Linked DNA regions of Mus musculus: region 2 is linked to region 1. The links are chromatin contacts, called in public Hi-C maps. All regions are on one chromosome and are shown on one strand. The core of a region is the stretch at or near the end of the contact, and the rest is flanking DNA. Distances in the headings are between cores, read along the strand shown. Region 1 overlaps Slit2 (slit guidance ligand 2). Region 2 has its middle 26 kb from the start of Pacrgl.

The links. Hi-C and Micro-C count contacts between places; a contact is called where the count stands out from the background.
Region 2: a contact with region 1 is called in a Hi-C map of the N1E-115 cell line, with 6 times the contacts expected there. The contact joins two enhancer-like sites. A contact is called at or near these places in 7 of 39 promoter capture datasets (the 3T3-L1 cell line, embryonic stem cells, hippocampal neurons and 3 more), 2 of 15 datasets of contacts at CTCF or cohesin (the NIH/3T3 cell line and embryonic stem cells), 48 of 484 Hi-C or Micro-C datasets (the BV-2 cell line, the C2C12 cell line, the G1E-ER4 cell line and 21 more), 2 of 115 datasets of contacts at active chromatin or transcription factors (a beta-TC-6 cell line and embryonic stem cells) and 2 of 9 other capture datasets (embryonic stem cells and pancreatic islet).

Annotation. Positions count from the first base shown.
Region 1 is chr5:48,230,103-48,237,768 of GRCm38.p6, forward strand. Slit2 (slit guidance ligand 2) reads left to right here. Exons shown (of 36, transcript NM_178804.5): 16 at 158-232; 17 at 1,810-1,953; 18 at 5,236-5,379; 19 at 7,154-7,320. Among named protein-coding and RNA genes, the nearest start is that of Mir218-1, 10 kb to the left of the region's middle. Within about 2 kb of position 4,524, at least 4 of the 459 cell types and tissues checked have an H3K27ac peak or open chromatin away from gene starts, as enhancers often do. A contact at or near this core is called in the N1E-115 cell line, where this site is marked.
Region 2 is chr5:48,342,236-48,349,901 of GRCm38.p6, forward strand. No RefSeq gene overlaps it. Among named protein-coding and RNA genes, the nearest start is that of Pacrgl, 26 kb to the right of the region's middle. Within about 2 kb of position 3,351, at least 19 of the 459 cell types and tissues checked have an H3K27ac peak or open chromatin away from gene starts, as enhancers often do. A contact at or near this core is called in the N1E-115 cell line, where this site is marked.

The DNA of each region.
Region 1 (7,666 bases), core at 3,274-5,773:
AAAATGATAAAATATAAGCATGTTAATGAAATCTCTTACATTAATGCTATATTTTAAAAGTTATCATTAAATAATATTATAAGTCAGGGTAACGAATACGAGCTAACTCCTTCTTACTGTAAGAAAACTTGCTTTCTTTCTTGCTGTGTTTCCTCAGGCGTCTCAATAATAATGAATTCACAGTGTTAGAAGCCACGGGAATATTTAAGAAACTTCCTCAGTTACGTAAAATGTAAGTCATTTGCTAGCTACATGCTAACTTTCTGCAGTGTCTTTCTTGTGAATTTTATTTTTCTTTCCATTTTACCCAAGTTTCTTTTGAAACAGGAATTTCTCTATATAATCAATCTAGGGAAATTTCCACGTGAAGACTACATGGGGCCTGAATCCTGGGTGCTGTTAAGAGGCACTTTTCCATGTGTTTACACAATGCCAAGCCAGCCCTTTAGCATCTTTCTCTAAAGCAGACAGCTGGTCTCTAATTCGCCCACAGCTGGAATCCCGCAATCTAAGCACATTGCAATGGGTTCACTGATGTTTTGTAACTTCCTATACTATTCCCCAAACCTTGGTGCCATTTCTCTTTCAGCACATTCCTGTCAACTCTTTGACTTTTGCTTCATTAAGCTTTCATTATGAGATAGTCAAAATTAATGATTGGTAAACTAGCTGGTCTGCTCATCTGTGTTACTTCATGTCCACAGCTCATATTTCAGATTAAGTTCATGAGCTCAGCATTTTCAACAACATTCCATCAGTAGTCCATGTCCTTGAGAAGAGTACAGGGAGCGGCAGGACAAAAGTCAACTGTGCAAGGGTCCCTAATGCCCTGCTCACATGAGGAGGAAGCACGCACATTTTCTCACGGCACTTGTTGCCCTCTCTCTCACATGTACAGCTGCCATAGCCACTAATACTGTTTTTTCAATAGAAATATTGTTTATTAATTTTAATTAATTAATCAATTAATTAATACCCCAATTGCTACCCCATCCTGGCCCCCCTTCCAGAGTTCTTCACCCCATGCCCCCTCCCCTATACCTCTGAGAGGGCGTTCCCCCTTCCCTCCCCCCAGCATCCTCCTTCCCTCTGGCATTAAGTCTCTACAGAGGACTGACACTGTTTTAGCAACACAGATCTAACCTATGCCTGTGTCCTTCACCTCCTCATTAGGATACCTTGAAAACATCTTCTAATTTCTTGTCATCCTTTATGCCAGTCATTACACTGCCTCTTTAGTGATAAGGTGTTCAAAGTAGTGTGTGTTTACTGAGCATTTTTTATGAGCAGTGCTTTATTAGCATAAAAAAAATAAACCACAAAACAGAATAATGAGATTGCTCCATTGGTAAAGTGCCTGTGTCATAAGCACAAAGGCATGGGTTTGATCCTCACAGAAGAAAATTCAAATATGGTAGCCAGACATCCAAGATTTGGGGAGATACTGAAAAGTTAATGACGGGGGCCTGCTAAGCCAGAACAGCCTACAGGGCCGCATAAAAGCTTTATGTAACCAGATAACCAGCCTCAACAATTTTAGACTCCTGCTGATCATTGCAGTTCATTTTGACCAGAATTTGGCTGCTATTTCTCTTTCGTGGTTCTTCTCTCTTAGTGTTAGTGTTCTTCTGACTTGATGGATTAGAAAAATGTCTTGTCCAAGTCTTCGCAATACTGGCAGTGAAAGTCTGAAGTTGTGGAAGACTTGTGTGTTTACTCATTAGATTTAAAATGACCAGATACATCTCTGGAGTGCCGTATGTGCCTGGGCAGCCGTTTATGATCTGTGCTTTACCACTCTCTATCTAGCAACTTTAGCAACAATAAGATCACGGATATCGAGGAGGGTGCATTTGAAGGCGCGTCTGGTGTGAATGAAATTCTTCTCACCAGTAACCGTTTGGAAAATGTTCAGCATAAGATGTTCAAAGGACTGGAGAGCCTCAAAACATTGTAAGTATTTCTGGCTCACATTAAAGTGGGTTAATGTCACTGTTCTTTATCACCTGGGGACAGGGGATTTTGACTTCCCTTCTAGCTCAGTGGCTCAATATCTCAGACATAACCATGTGAACAGAATGACTGTCTCCATCCAGAGGCTATGTTTAAATGTTCCTGTGCTGCTTCAGTAGAAAAGAAGCCGTGAAGGGGATCAACCCTTTATGGTCTACTACTAAGAAAATATGCTAAGGGCTTTCTATGTTTGCTTAGTGATAGGGGGTTTGGAAGGAACAAATTCTCTGTGTCTCCCAAATGGTGTTTATATAGAGAAGACAAGACTTGGATCAAATGGTAAATGCAGCACTTTGTATTGTTTAAATTATCTCGGTGAATCTTTATAATAATGTTTGCCAAAAGTAGTGACTCTTAAGCCAGATGAGAGAAAACATGAAATTCTAAAACAGTTGTGTTAGCAAATAAAAGAATCTATTAGCAGTCAAGAAGCAGCCCTTGACAAGGCAGTAAACATAGGCTCAAGCAATAGCATGTTACCTAACCATGAGAACTGTGGATAATGGACATGTGGGAAGTCCCTGATCTTTATGAGAGGAAGAGAGAGAAAGGTATTTCTCTAGCTGATTTTGTTAATAGCGTCCCTAATTTAGGTCTGGCAAAAACAAAAACAAAAACAAAGAAACTCTGTACATTAGAATAGATGTGTGCTCCAGTGTTGCCCAACCTAACAATCCAGCAAGGTCACATGTCAATCGCAGACCTCTCTCAGGGACTAGTTTTGAATCACTCTAAAATGTTATACGAACAGTTTCTGAGCATGTCTGTGGGGGATATATTGAAAGTGTATTGAAAGATAACTAAGAAAATACGCCTGCTTCTTTATTTCCTTTGGCTGTCCAAGATTACTCAACAAATGAGAGCACTTCCCTTCTTCCACAGATGTTGAGGGTCTTTTCGTTGGTAATAGAAATACTATGAAGAAGGTAAGGGGAACCGGTTAGAAATTTATCCATATCAGCCCATCTGTGCTGCCACAGCACGATACCACAGACTGAACACTGCACACACATCTCTCATGTTTCTGGATATAGATATTCACCATGAAATTCAAGTTTTTTTTCAGTCCATCTTCTAAGCTACAGGCTTTGTTCTTGCCTAGTTTACTGCTGTAGATGCACATGGCCTTCAGTCTGCATTCTTATGTAGAGATAAGCAGAGAAAGTGAGATGTATGCGGTCTTCAGGGTGTCTTTCTCTTTATATAAAAGTTTAGAAAATGATATAGGCTCTCTCCAAAGGCAGTCAAATTAGGTGATAAGAGCTTCAATGTGTGAATTAGGGGAGTCATAATTCAGTCTGTAGTATCACCCTGGACAGCATATCAAAGTATTTATTTTGAGTAGATACAAAAACAGAATACTGCCTAAAAGTTCTCTGAAATCAGCTTTCTCCATTTTCTCTCTACGGATGCATTTCTCCTGTTTATGTTGTACCCGCACTCTTTCTCCTCAGTTCAGTTGTTCCAAGAAATATAGAGCAATTGAGAGTCAAACTTGTGGTTTCCATCTACGAGAGTAGAAGTGTCTAGATCTATCCTTCTACACAGTCTCTGAGGTTTGGTATTCTGAACATTTGAATTCCTCAGCAATAATAGGATAGTTAGCAATACATGTGCATAGTTCAACAAGTTATGAAATGTCCTGAGACATCAGACATCAGGCAAAGCTGGCTCTATTCATGTGCTGGAATTTTTTTCAAAAGAGAAGTTTTTTTCAATTCCCTCAAGGGTCTCAGAACTCCAGTAAGATAAAGCCCACTTATCTCCGTTATTCGTGACAAAGGAAATTGCTGATAAGGACATGTGCATTTGTTTCTGACTATCCAGTGATGCCTGGATAGGAGGGCACCATCTTTCTTCTTATCTATGGCTAAGAAGAAATAGAATATTTTTATTTTTTGTTTATTACTGAACATATTGTTTTAAAGCAACAACATTTTCATCATCTGTCTTAGAGTTTGTTTGCTGTGATATCATTCCATGACCAAGAAAAAAAATGGAAGGGAAAGGATTTACTTACTCATATACTTTGAGGTCATGGTTCCTTATCGAAGGAACTGTGTATGTGTTTGCATGAACTCAAGGCAGGTGTCTGGAAGCAGGAATGGATGCAGAGGTCCTAAATGAGTGCTGATTGCTTGGCTTGCTTTTCATGAATTGTTCAGTCTACCAATCAAATCCATGGGTGGTACATGCCCACAGATTTCAGCCTTCCCATACCAATGGCCAATCAAAAAGAATGTAAAATAGGATTGTGCACAGACCAATATTCTAGGGTTATATTCTCAACTGAGGTCTTCTTTTTCCTAACGACTATAGCTTGTGTCAAGTTGACATAAAACTAGCCAGCATAATGTTTCTCTTTTTATATTTGCCTCCTTCTTCTGGTGGAGTGATTACCCTGAGTGTGGAAAGATCAATAAATTAATTTTTCATGAGTTCTGAATAATAGGTAATGCAACTACAGATTTGTAAATGAGGGTTTCTTCCTTCTTGAAAACCACCCGATAAACAGCTCAGAGAGGAAGGAACTGGGAACTAAGCCAGTGCTTTAGCAGCAGCAAGGAAATGACAACACTGTTAATCCTGTTAATGACAATGTCAAAAGTAGAGTTTATTCAAGGCCAACCTATTTAACCTTTGTTGTATATTGCATTTATTCCTTTGGGGAGTTCTGAACTTGAAACTATGGACAGATTTTTTCATAAATAAAACAATCGGATGCAGGCTTGGTGGATGCTCAGTCACGCTTGACTCCCTCTGTTCTTGTCAGACAGTGAGTCACTAAGTCCCTGAAATGCCCTCAGTTCTCCGTCTGCATTGCCTATTGATTCTTCCCTCCCTCCTTCTCTTCCATCTCAAATGTCATACTCTTCTGAATACACAAATCGCTGGGCTCCAAGGACTCTGAGTAGGTGACTTAGGACATGATGTGATCAGGCAAACATAATTATATCATCAAAAGAAAACATGTTATCCTCATCATAGGACTGCAAATCCACATGGTGACATGTCTTCTGCGGCTTAATAAAGGCACTGGTGATTCTATGCATTCTATTCAGCCAGGATGGCTTCCAGAATATAGCCACCCCTAGGGGGAAAGACGTTCAAAATAGTAACAAATGCTACATATTTGATAAAGGCATGATTTTTGATTCTCAGAGAGGCAAAATTGAATGTCTGATATTTCATCTCCAAACAATGTCTTTTTCCTTCCCCCAGGATGCTGAGAAGTAATCGAATAAGCTGTGTTGGGAACGACAGTTTCATAGGACTCGGCTCTGTGCGTCTGCTCTCTTTATATGACAATCAAATTACCACAGTGGCACCAGGAGCATTTGATTCTCTCCATTCATTATCCACTCTGTAAGCAGAAAAGCATTGCCTTCATCCAGTGGCTCTCCATCTTCCCAGTGCCATGACATAGTTATACTGCTCTTCACGTTGTAGTGACTCCCAGGCATAAAATTATGTTCGATGCTACTTCACAATGTAATTTCACTACTGAAGTGAATCATAATGTAAATATTTATGTTTATGTAAATATTATGTTAATACCATAAACATTATGGTACTAGGTGACCCCTGTGAAAGGGTCCTTGGACCCCTAAAAGGGGATATGATCCACAGGTTGAAAACTGCTGCTTTTATCTATGGCTTGCAATAGTGTATTATATTTCTTACCCTTAATTTTTAATTAATTGCTAAACATTCTATAACACTTAACCTTGTATTTAGGCATTTGTAAAAGGACAACCTTATCTTAGCCTTGCTTTAATTTTTCTAAAATTACTATGATGTTTATTACATAAAATTTGATATAGTATTTTTCAGCTAGTTGTTTTTATAATAATGGAGTTAATGATGTAGCTTAAATTTAGAATTATAAATTATTCTAACTTGAACAAGCAAATGTCCCAGATGTCCTCTCATATTCTAAACAATAAACATTTTAACATAAGTATTATAAAAACAGAATTGATAGATTTATTACCAACCATCTATACTCTAAAAGAATCATTCTTGGTGACAAGAGAATATAAAGATGAACAGATTGAAAGTAAAAGCTATTTACCAGAGGCCAATTACTATGACTTTGAAAAATTTGGACAGAATGAGTTGAGCCTATTTCAGGAAATATTTTATGTAGACAACTTGAAACTTGAGAATAGTTCTATGTCTACAAACAGAACTCAAAAAAAAAAAACGCTTAAAAATAAACTTTGAACAATGAATTCCAGGCCTTTTTTATGTCTCAACAAGTTGTTTGCTATCACAGCTCTATTAACTGATGGTTTCCCTGTCACAGCAGTTTCTAAGTCCTAACCTAATTCAACAGAATGGGGATAAAGGATAGTTAGGACAGTTCCATAAACATGTCTGAGACTGCTCAAGTCACTGAAACAAAGAAAGAGAATCAAGCATCCATTTATCAGTAGAGTACTTAATCCCTGTCCCACATCAAGTGTGACATTTTACATGGAGAGACTAATTTGTGCATATTAAAGATGGCATGTTTATAAATAATACGACTGTCAATAGGTTTGTGCTTAAGTATGAGATGCCAAAAGTATTGAGATTTGTAGACATAAATTCATTTTTATAACTGGCATTTAATCAACTCAGCTGTCAGTTTGGATAGGAAAGCTATTCTCTGGAGCAAGCAAGAGATGGAAATCTTGAGATGACAAATTACGGGAATAGCTGTCGTCAGGTTAAACTCAATAATATAAGGTAATCAGCCCTCATCTTTATATTAAATCACTGCTTTATCAGCACAGGAGAGTTTGACAGTAAGTTAGATCTCTGACATGTTTAGATATTTGTAAGTGAAGTATCTATCACAACCCACTGCATAAACCCCAGATTACTGCCTTCATATATTTTTGGCATAAAGTTTTTCGAAGAATTTTCTAATGAGAATGTATTGTCTTTTAGTTCCAGGTATGCAAATTTTAGAAAAAATATGCATGCCATTTTGTATATGATTGTGTGCATATAGAGAAATGAGCCTTCAAAGACCGTGGGAGGGGGCGGGAATCATTGTAAGCAAAAGTGTGTGGAGAAATGATCACCTAGGATATAGAAAAACAAGATTAACTCTAAGCTGAACTATGCTTTGTTTACATGTGGTGCTTAGAAACCTCTTGGCCAATCCTTTCAACTGTAACTGTCACCTGGCATGGCTGGGAGAATGGCTCAGAAGGAAAAGAATTGTAACAGGAAATCCTCGATGCCAAAAACCCTACTTCCTGAAGGAAATCCCAATCCAGGATGTAGCCATTCAGGACTTCACCTGTGATGATGGTAAGAAATGCATGACCAATCATGGGTCTTAGATCTTCATTCACAGGACCAACCTGATGCTCTGTCATCCAGGGGACCATGCTTCCTTTAGTCCGGTAAAACAAGGTAGCAAACAGGGCTCATGGTATGGCAAAAATATTTTTAAAACAACTCTCACATCATGGTCCAGTTTATATCTAAGGACTGTGCAGTGTTCTTTGTAGCTTCATTCTTTGTTCTAGCAAGACATTTGTGTTTCTCAGGTTGCTATTTCACATTCAAGTCTACCGAATGCCTACTTGTAAATGTTCTAGAAGAATTCCAAGCTCCCAACTTGTGAATGATACTCATAGAGCTTAATTTTAGC
Region 2 (7,666 bases), core at 2,101-4,600, 110 kb after region 1:
AACCACCTGGTTCATCCAAAAGGATCTTCAAAATTCAAATAGCCAAGTGATTTATGTCATTTTAAAACTCTGCATCTCCAGTTAATGACTATTCTCCGGTTATTTGGGAGGGAGAACAGCTGGGCCTTATAACTATTATTATGGGATTTGGATCAATAAAAAAGAAGACACTGTTCTTTGAAACATTTCCTCTGTAGCTTTGTGTGCAGCCCATTGCCCCCCTCCCACCACCCCTGTTGCCCCCTAGGATACCTAAGCATCGCGCCACTTTTAATCATAGGCTCCATCAATAATCACTCTAAAACATTCAGCCAAGGAGTAAAATTGTTACCTAGTCATCCCGCTAGTGTCTGAAGAATTTTTGTTTATTTTTGTTAAAGAAACATCTGAGTCTTTGGCTGTGATCAGACAAAGGTGTCTCTTTGTTTCCATTGTGAAGACTTGGCCTTGTATACACAAACACATAAATAGTAGGACCAAATGGTGCTTTCATATAGCATCTGAGGAATAGTTTGTTCCTAAATAGGTTAGGCTTCTAAACTAGGAATTTTCAAGAGCAACAGAATTAAGAATTTTGTGTTAGATCAAAAAATTCTTTACTGGGCAAGTGGGAAGACACCACAAGTTGCTGGATGCTTAGCAGTATCCCTGTCCTCTGTTCCATGAACACAAGGGGTAACGTAAACTTTCAGTCATAATAAAGACAAAGGTTCAGGAACTGCCAACTTCCATTGGGAAGAGGAGAGTTAAGATCCACTAAGGTAAACGTAGACCTTACTCTATTGAGGTAAGGAGTTTCGGGGAAGGGGCTGGATTCGAGTACTTGACCGCAGGAGAGAAATCACAGTGATACTCGAAGTTACTTAGTGAACTTGCTTATTTTAAACAGCCACTAGCCCTTCCACTCACGAGAATATCATGGAGCATTTCAAGAGATGACGATTTGCCGAGGAAGCAAGCATAAATGCCTCTCCCAGGCAGCATCAGGTCAAACAATGTATGAAGGCCAATGAAAAAAAAACAGCCAGAGCACAGGGATGTCACGAAGCACTTTGGTGAAGGAAGAATTCAAACTGACAAACTGAGTTGTTTTTTTTTAATTGGATATTTTGTTTGTTTGCATTTCAAATATTATCCCCTTTCCTGGTTTTCCCTCTTCAAACCCCCTACTCCCCCCCACCCCCTTACCCTGCTTCTATGAGGATTCTCCCCCACCCACCTACCCACTCCTACCTCCCCTCCTTAGCATTCCTCTATACTGGGGCAACAAGCTTTCACAAGACCAAGGGTCTCCCCTCCCATTGATGCCAGATTAGGCCCCTTCAGCTCCTTAAGTCCTTCCCCTAACTCCTCCACTGGTGCCCCTATGCTCAGTCCAGTGGTTGGCTGAGAGCATCTGCTTCTATATTGGTCAGGATCTGGCAGAGCCTCTCAGGAGACAGTTGTATCAGGTGTTTTAAATCAAGCACACAAAAGCTGGCGCTCTTCATGAGTTCATGAAGTTCTCAACTTCAGGGGATATCTTGGTCAGGCTGTTCTGAGAATGGCCACTTGGAAAGAGTTGTTCACCCTACAGAAAGGTCCTTTGAAGCGGAAGTAGCCTGTCATTTTCCTTACACCGTCAAAAATACTTAACCTTAAGTATCATTATTCACTTATTTAATCCAAACTCAAGGTTAAACCCTTGAGATGAGAGATGAACAAAACGGGCCTGGAAATTAAGCAAGGATAGCTGTCATCTGACTAAATGGGAGCGTGAGCAACTGTCTCAATATGTGTGTATCTGATTTCCTGGGTGTATAGATGTGTGTGTGTGTATGTTTGTGCCCAACTCACTACAGTTCAACAAATATTTTGTAGATGCTAACTATGTACAAATCTCTGTATCAGATGCTACACGAGCATTGAATGAATTAAGTTCTCTCCCTAAAGAACTCAGAATATTGATTCTTCTATGTGCCATCTGCCACATATCACTATGTTTAAAAGGCTTTACCTTTGATTTATTGAGGGCTTTGGAATCTTATTTTTTTTGTCTGGCTTTTAACAGCTTTAGCCGTGCACCTTTCCCTCACCTCCTGGCTACAGCCCTCAGCTTCATCTTTTCCTGAAGAAAAGAGATTTCCTCCTAGAAGTGGCTCCGAGAAGAGAAGAACTGTCTAAAGAGAGAAATTAACCCTTTCAGACTCCCCAGGTGCCATCGCTAAATGTCCTGTAAAACTCTTTCCTCATTACTACCTGGAGGGAGAATGGTCCTGAAGAGTGGCAGCCATCACACTAAACCTCACGCTGCTCGCTTATTTCCCTCCAGAGTTATCTCCCGGAGGGGATAGCGGGCCATCACTGCAAAGGCAAAGAAGACTGGGAGGTATTGACTTAAAAAGAAGAACAAATCCTGGAGTGGGTAGCTCCTGTGGTCTGTGTTGAGCTCTCTGAGGCTCTAGGTCAAATCCCCTGGATAGGTGAAAGTTGTGAACTGAAGATTCTATTGCTCAAAATGCTCTGAAACACTGGCGTCTCCTAAAGCCTGAACGTGAACTCCCTGGATTATCAGAGCGCAGGGAGGCTTCAAGTGACCCAATAGGGACTGACTGGACCAGGCCATTATGCTCACTCACTCTGATTGTTAATGATTTTTGTAACTTATCTACAAAAGCATAGATGAATCTTATTTTTTTATGCTCTTAAATTTGAATCACTAGTTAGCACTTTTCACTTTGGAAAAATACTTGATTCAATACTAACAAATCCTTCCTTTGTTTGAACAAGTTTTCAATGCCTAAGAACACGTTGCTCAGTACTTGTGGGCTTTAACACTCCTCTCTGTAGGGCTTTAGAAGATAAGGCCTACACTGATTCTTTGGACCAGTTTATATTCTTGTCTGCTGACCCAAGATTCTACCTGATGTGTTTTGATGTCAGAATTCTGCCTCTAAACTTTAAAAAACAATAGCATGCTGCTATTCATAGATCAAGTGATTGCCCGTATTGCTCTAACTTGCAACACTGAAAGACTATGACAAACAGAAACTGAGTGTTCAAGAATCTAATATTTAATGTAGCCCACAGTGCCAACTAGTGATCAAATTCAACTGCTGGGTCTTCAAACAAACGTTCTTAGTGGAACACGCTCTCTTTAACTTCAATTAAAAAAAAGAAAGAAAAAAATCTAAAGCAGAAAGCACTTTTCCTGGAATCTAAGCCCTACTGGTATTCTTGAGCCCAGGTATGATATAAGAACAAGCAGTCTATTATATGAGGTTAAAAGTATCTTTCAAAATGTCTCAGCAGACATTTTATCTCCTACTCATTTGCCTGCCCTCCCTCTTTGGTCAAGATAAACATTCCCAGCTAGTGCCTACTGCATTTAGCCTTACCACATTTTCCTATGTGTTTCTGTGCTGATCCTATTTCCTGCTTTTAAACTGTACAAATATATAACAATAAAGACGATCATTTTGCTAGCAATTGAATTACAAAATGTGTTCTGTTCCCCGCTAATGAAACCTCTATCTTGTTCAAAATCTCCAGCAAATAGCTTTTATATTTTTCTTTTCTGCAATTTGCCAGCTGACAATGGAAACCAGTTAAAGCAGGAATGCTGCAGGCAGAAGTATGAGAACTAGTTATTTAGTGCCATCTAGTGGCCATTAGAAAATTTGACTAAGGGTTTGAATCATCCCTTTCCTTTTTGACCAAAAGGAGAAATACAAGTCTCTGTGTGTTTTATCTACCCAGTTTTGAAGTCTTAATTCTTGAAAAAAATCTCAAACAAAATAATAAAATGTGAGTAAATCAATTATAATTAAATTTATTTCAAGTGTCCTATTCAGTCATGTCTCAATCATGTCAAGTGAAATCCACATAGAACAAAGGGATAAAAACAAGAATTGCTTTCTTTACAAAGTGCTGGGCTATCATTTTAGTGAAGACAATAAGGTTGTAACTAACTTTATTCACTGTAGGTAGCAAATGTATGCATAACACTGATGGAGCAAACTTCATCATTTTCCTTCATTCTGTCTTCTTTAAATGGCTTAACTTATACCTAGCACTGGGCTCTTTAGATTCTCATAAGGGTCAAAGATTAAAGTCTGTTCCTGCCTCCAAGTAGGAATTAATGTTGCAGATAGTCTGGCATTAAAAGTGGATTGTGGGGTGGTGAGTGGGGAAATGGTTCAGTGGTTAAGAGCTCTGGCTGTTCTTCCGGAGGACCCAGGTTCAAATTGCAGCACCCACATGACAGCTCACAACTGTCTGCAACTCTAGTTTTGGGGGATCAGACACCCTCACTTATGCAGGAAAAGTACCCATCAATGCAAATAAAATATTCTTAATTACTTAAAAACTGTAAAAGAATGGTGGAGGATAGAATCACGGAAGAACTTTTTCATAGGACATTGGTGCTGCCTGCCACAGGCCCCACCATGGGTATTTGTGATGTGTGTGTTTCACAGTTGTGTTTCATCTACTTAGGAAGTTAAGGCATAAGGATCTCTTGAGCCTAGGTCATCAAGGTTAACCTAGGCAATGTAGTTAAGTCTCTTGTCTCAGAAACAGTAAAAAGGGAGGAAGGGATAGAGGGAAGGGGAGTTAAATGAGAGGGAAAGAAGGGGACAGACAGAGAGACAGAGACAGAGAGACAAGACAGAGAGAGAGAGACAGTGACAGAGACAGAAAGACAGAGACAGAAAGACAGAGACAGAAAGACAGAGATAAAGACAGAAGAGAGAGAGAGACAGAGAGAGACAGGGGGGAGAGAGAGAGAGAGCCCAAGGAAGAACTAACAATGCAGAATATGTCTCTGCATTCAGAGTGTGACTCTCAGCTTCAGAAGTTCTTATTGCTCTGTGGAAACTCATTTCTCTCTTCCTTTAAGCACTTCAGCTAATTGTGCAAGTCCCACCCACAATAAGAAGGTCTACATTTCTTTCCTGTACCTATTGATTGTAAACTTCGCTGAAACGTCCTCATAGAAACATCCAGAATAATGCTTGACCAAACATCTGAATGCAGGAAGTTCAATGACTTTGAGCCAGTGAAATGATCATCACATCAAAAAGTTCACAGAAGAAAAGAAGAAGGATTTGGGAAAAGAAAGAAGGAGGTTTGGAAACCTGTTCATCATGCGTTTGTATGATGAATGCATGGCTCTAACCAACAAGTCCAGCGATGGACAGCCTTCAGACATCATTGGGTTGGCTGCATTGTACAGCTGAAGCAATACAGCCCAATGCAGCAGAGCCTGCTTATGCCCTAGGACTCAGCAAAAACAGGCACTTTATCAGCACTTGGGTAAGGGAGCTAGCATCACATATCCCAACCATTAAAAAGGCATTGCCGTAGGTTTTCTATTGCTCGCCCTGTGAGGGCAGAAAGGGTTTGTTTTACTTGCACTTCTACATCACAGTCCATCGCTGGTGGAAGTCGGGACACAAATTTAAGGTCAGGATCTTGAGGTAAGAGCTGATGCAGAGACCAGGGAGAAGTGCTCCTTATTGGTTTGCTCGGCATCGTTTCCTTTCTTATTTATTTATTTATTTATTTAATTTTTTGAGACAGGGTTTCTCTGTATAGTCCTGGCTGTCCTGGAACTCACTTTGTAGACCAGGTTGTCCTCGAACTAGAATTCCACCTGCCTCTACCTCCCAAGTGCTGGGATTAAAGGCGTATTCCACCACCACTGCCCGGCTCAGCATGCTTTCTTACAGTACCCAGGCCCACCAGCCTAGAGGTGATGGTTTCCATAATGGACTGGGCTTTCCAACATCAATCACTTAATTAAGAAATTATTAAGAAAATCCCTACAAGGTTTGCCTCCAGCTCAATCTTTCTTCTTAAGACTCTTTTTTTTTTATTGGATTATTTTCTTTCTCTACATTTCAAATGTTTTCCCCTTGCCAGGTCTCCCCTTCGGAACCTCCCCTATTTCCTCTCCCCTGCCTCTATGAGAGTGCACCCACTCCTGTCTTCCTGCCCTGGCATTCCCCTACACTGGGGCATTGAACACCCTCAGACCCAAGGGCCTTTCCTCCCACTAATGTCTAACAAGGCCATCCTCTGCCACATATGTGACCAACACCATGGGTCCCTCAATGTGTATTCTTTGGTTGGTGATCCAGTCTTTGGGAGCTCCAGGGGGACTGTACAGCCCAATCTTATAAAGGTATTTTCTCAGTTAAAGTTCCCTCCTCTAAGAGGACTGTAGTTTGTATGAAATTGAAAGAGAAGAAGAAGAAGAAGAAGAAGAAGAAGAAGAAGAAGAAGAAGAAGAAGAAGAAGAAGAAGAAGAAGAAGAAGCAGCTAGCCAGAGCAAATTTGGAGCCATGCAAATTGAAAGAAATCCCCTAGTGTTACACCTCCCAGCTTTTGATGATAGGTGAGGCAAGCTGCAACAACTTATATTTCACCTCAGAAGAGGTGTTTTAACATACTGGGAACTACTGTGTTTATAGATATTTTGGCTTGGGTTTTTGTAAATACCCAAAATACACAAAATAAGAACTTCTTTTTTCTTTTCTTTTTCTTTTTTTCTTGGATATTTTATCTATTTACATTTCAAATGTAAGAGCTTCTTTTTTAAAAAGACAGACAATTTCAGGTTATTTATGTGGAACTTGAGTTGGTAAATTTGATATAGAGCTGACTCCTTATTTTCTCACTTTCTCTAGGGCAGTCAGGAGCAACTAGCTGATCTCATTAGATTCATTAGCTTGGCCGCAGCGTTTTAAGGTATCAAATACATGTTCACAGAACTTTGCCTTTTAGAATAAAGTCAATATTCATTACTCACAGATTCGGTGCTTGCCGATTCATCTATTCACTCAATTGTCTTTTAACTTCAAAAGCAACAGTCACAGCACTTTTGTAATCACTCACTGACTTGCATAGACCAGCAGAAATTTTGAGTTGTCTGACATAGCCATTCCCAGTTGGATCGAACAAGGTGACATTCTGCCACCTGGTTTTGGCTGTCACATAGACATGACCAGACCACCACAATGGGAAGGAGCAGTGCAGCATAGAACCAAATATTGTATTTCTGGGGCCAGTTGGGTAGGATTTGAATCCCAATTCTAGTCCATAGTACTGTTTTTAACCAAAATCTCAGTCATTCAATTTTATCAATCAAGACTCGGGAGCCAGATACTGGGTGAATGCTTTCTAGCTCAGAGAGACAGAGAAAGCACCCAGCTGAACCTCCTTCACAGGGTGGCCCCAAAGGCAGTTCCCCTTTTTCACACACCTCAGAAAACCCTCAATCTGAATGCCCCTCCTTTCTACTTCCTGTGTGTCTTTCTGTCCATTCTCCCTCTTACTCTCTATTTTTTTTTTCTTATGTTCACTTCCTGTTAGCTGGTTGGGTTGCTTGCTCTGACTTTTGACCTTTGGTTGACTTTATTTAATCCTGTTTACATTAAACAGAAAGCTCTTGGATTAAAGGTGTGTGCTAGTACTGAACCACACCACAAATAGAAACAGGTTTTTATACAAAATCTCCAGGGTTCACAGTGTGATCAAATAACCTGCTACAACATGAGCAGGGCAAGACACTGATGCTCATTTATAAAATTAAAAAACAGTATTTGTCAGGTGATGTGCAATCTGTATGAGATATAGATATGTTGTGTGGGAATAGATGTATCTGCTCTGCGAACCCATGTTT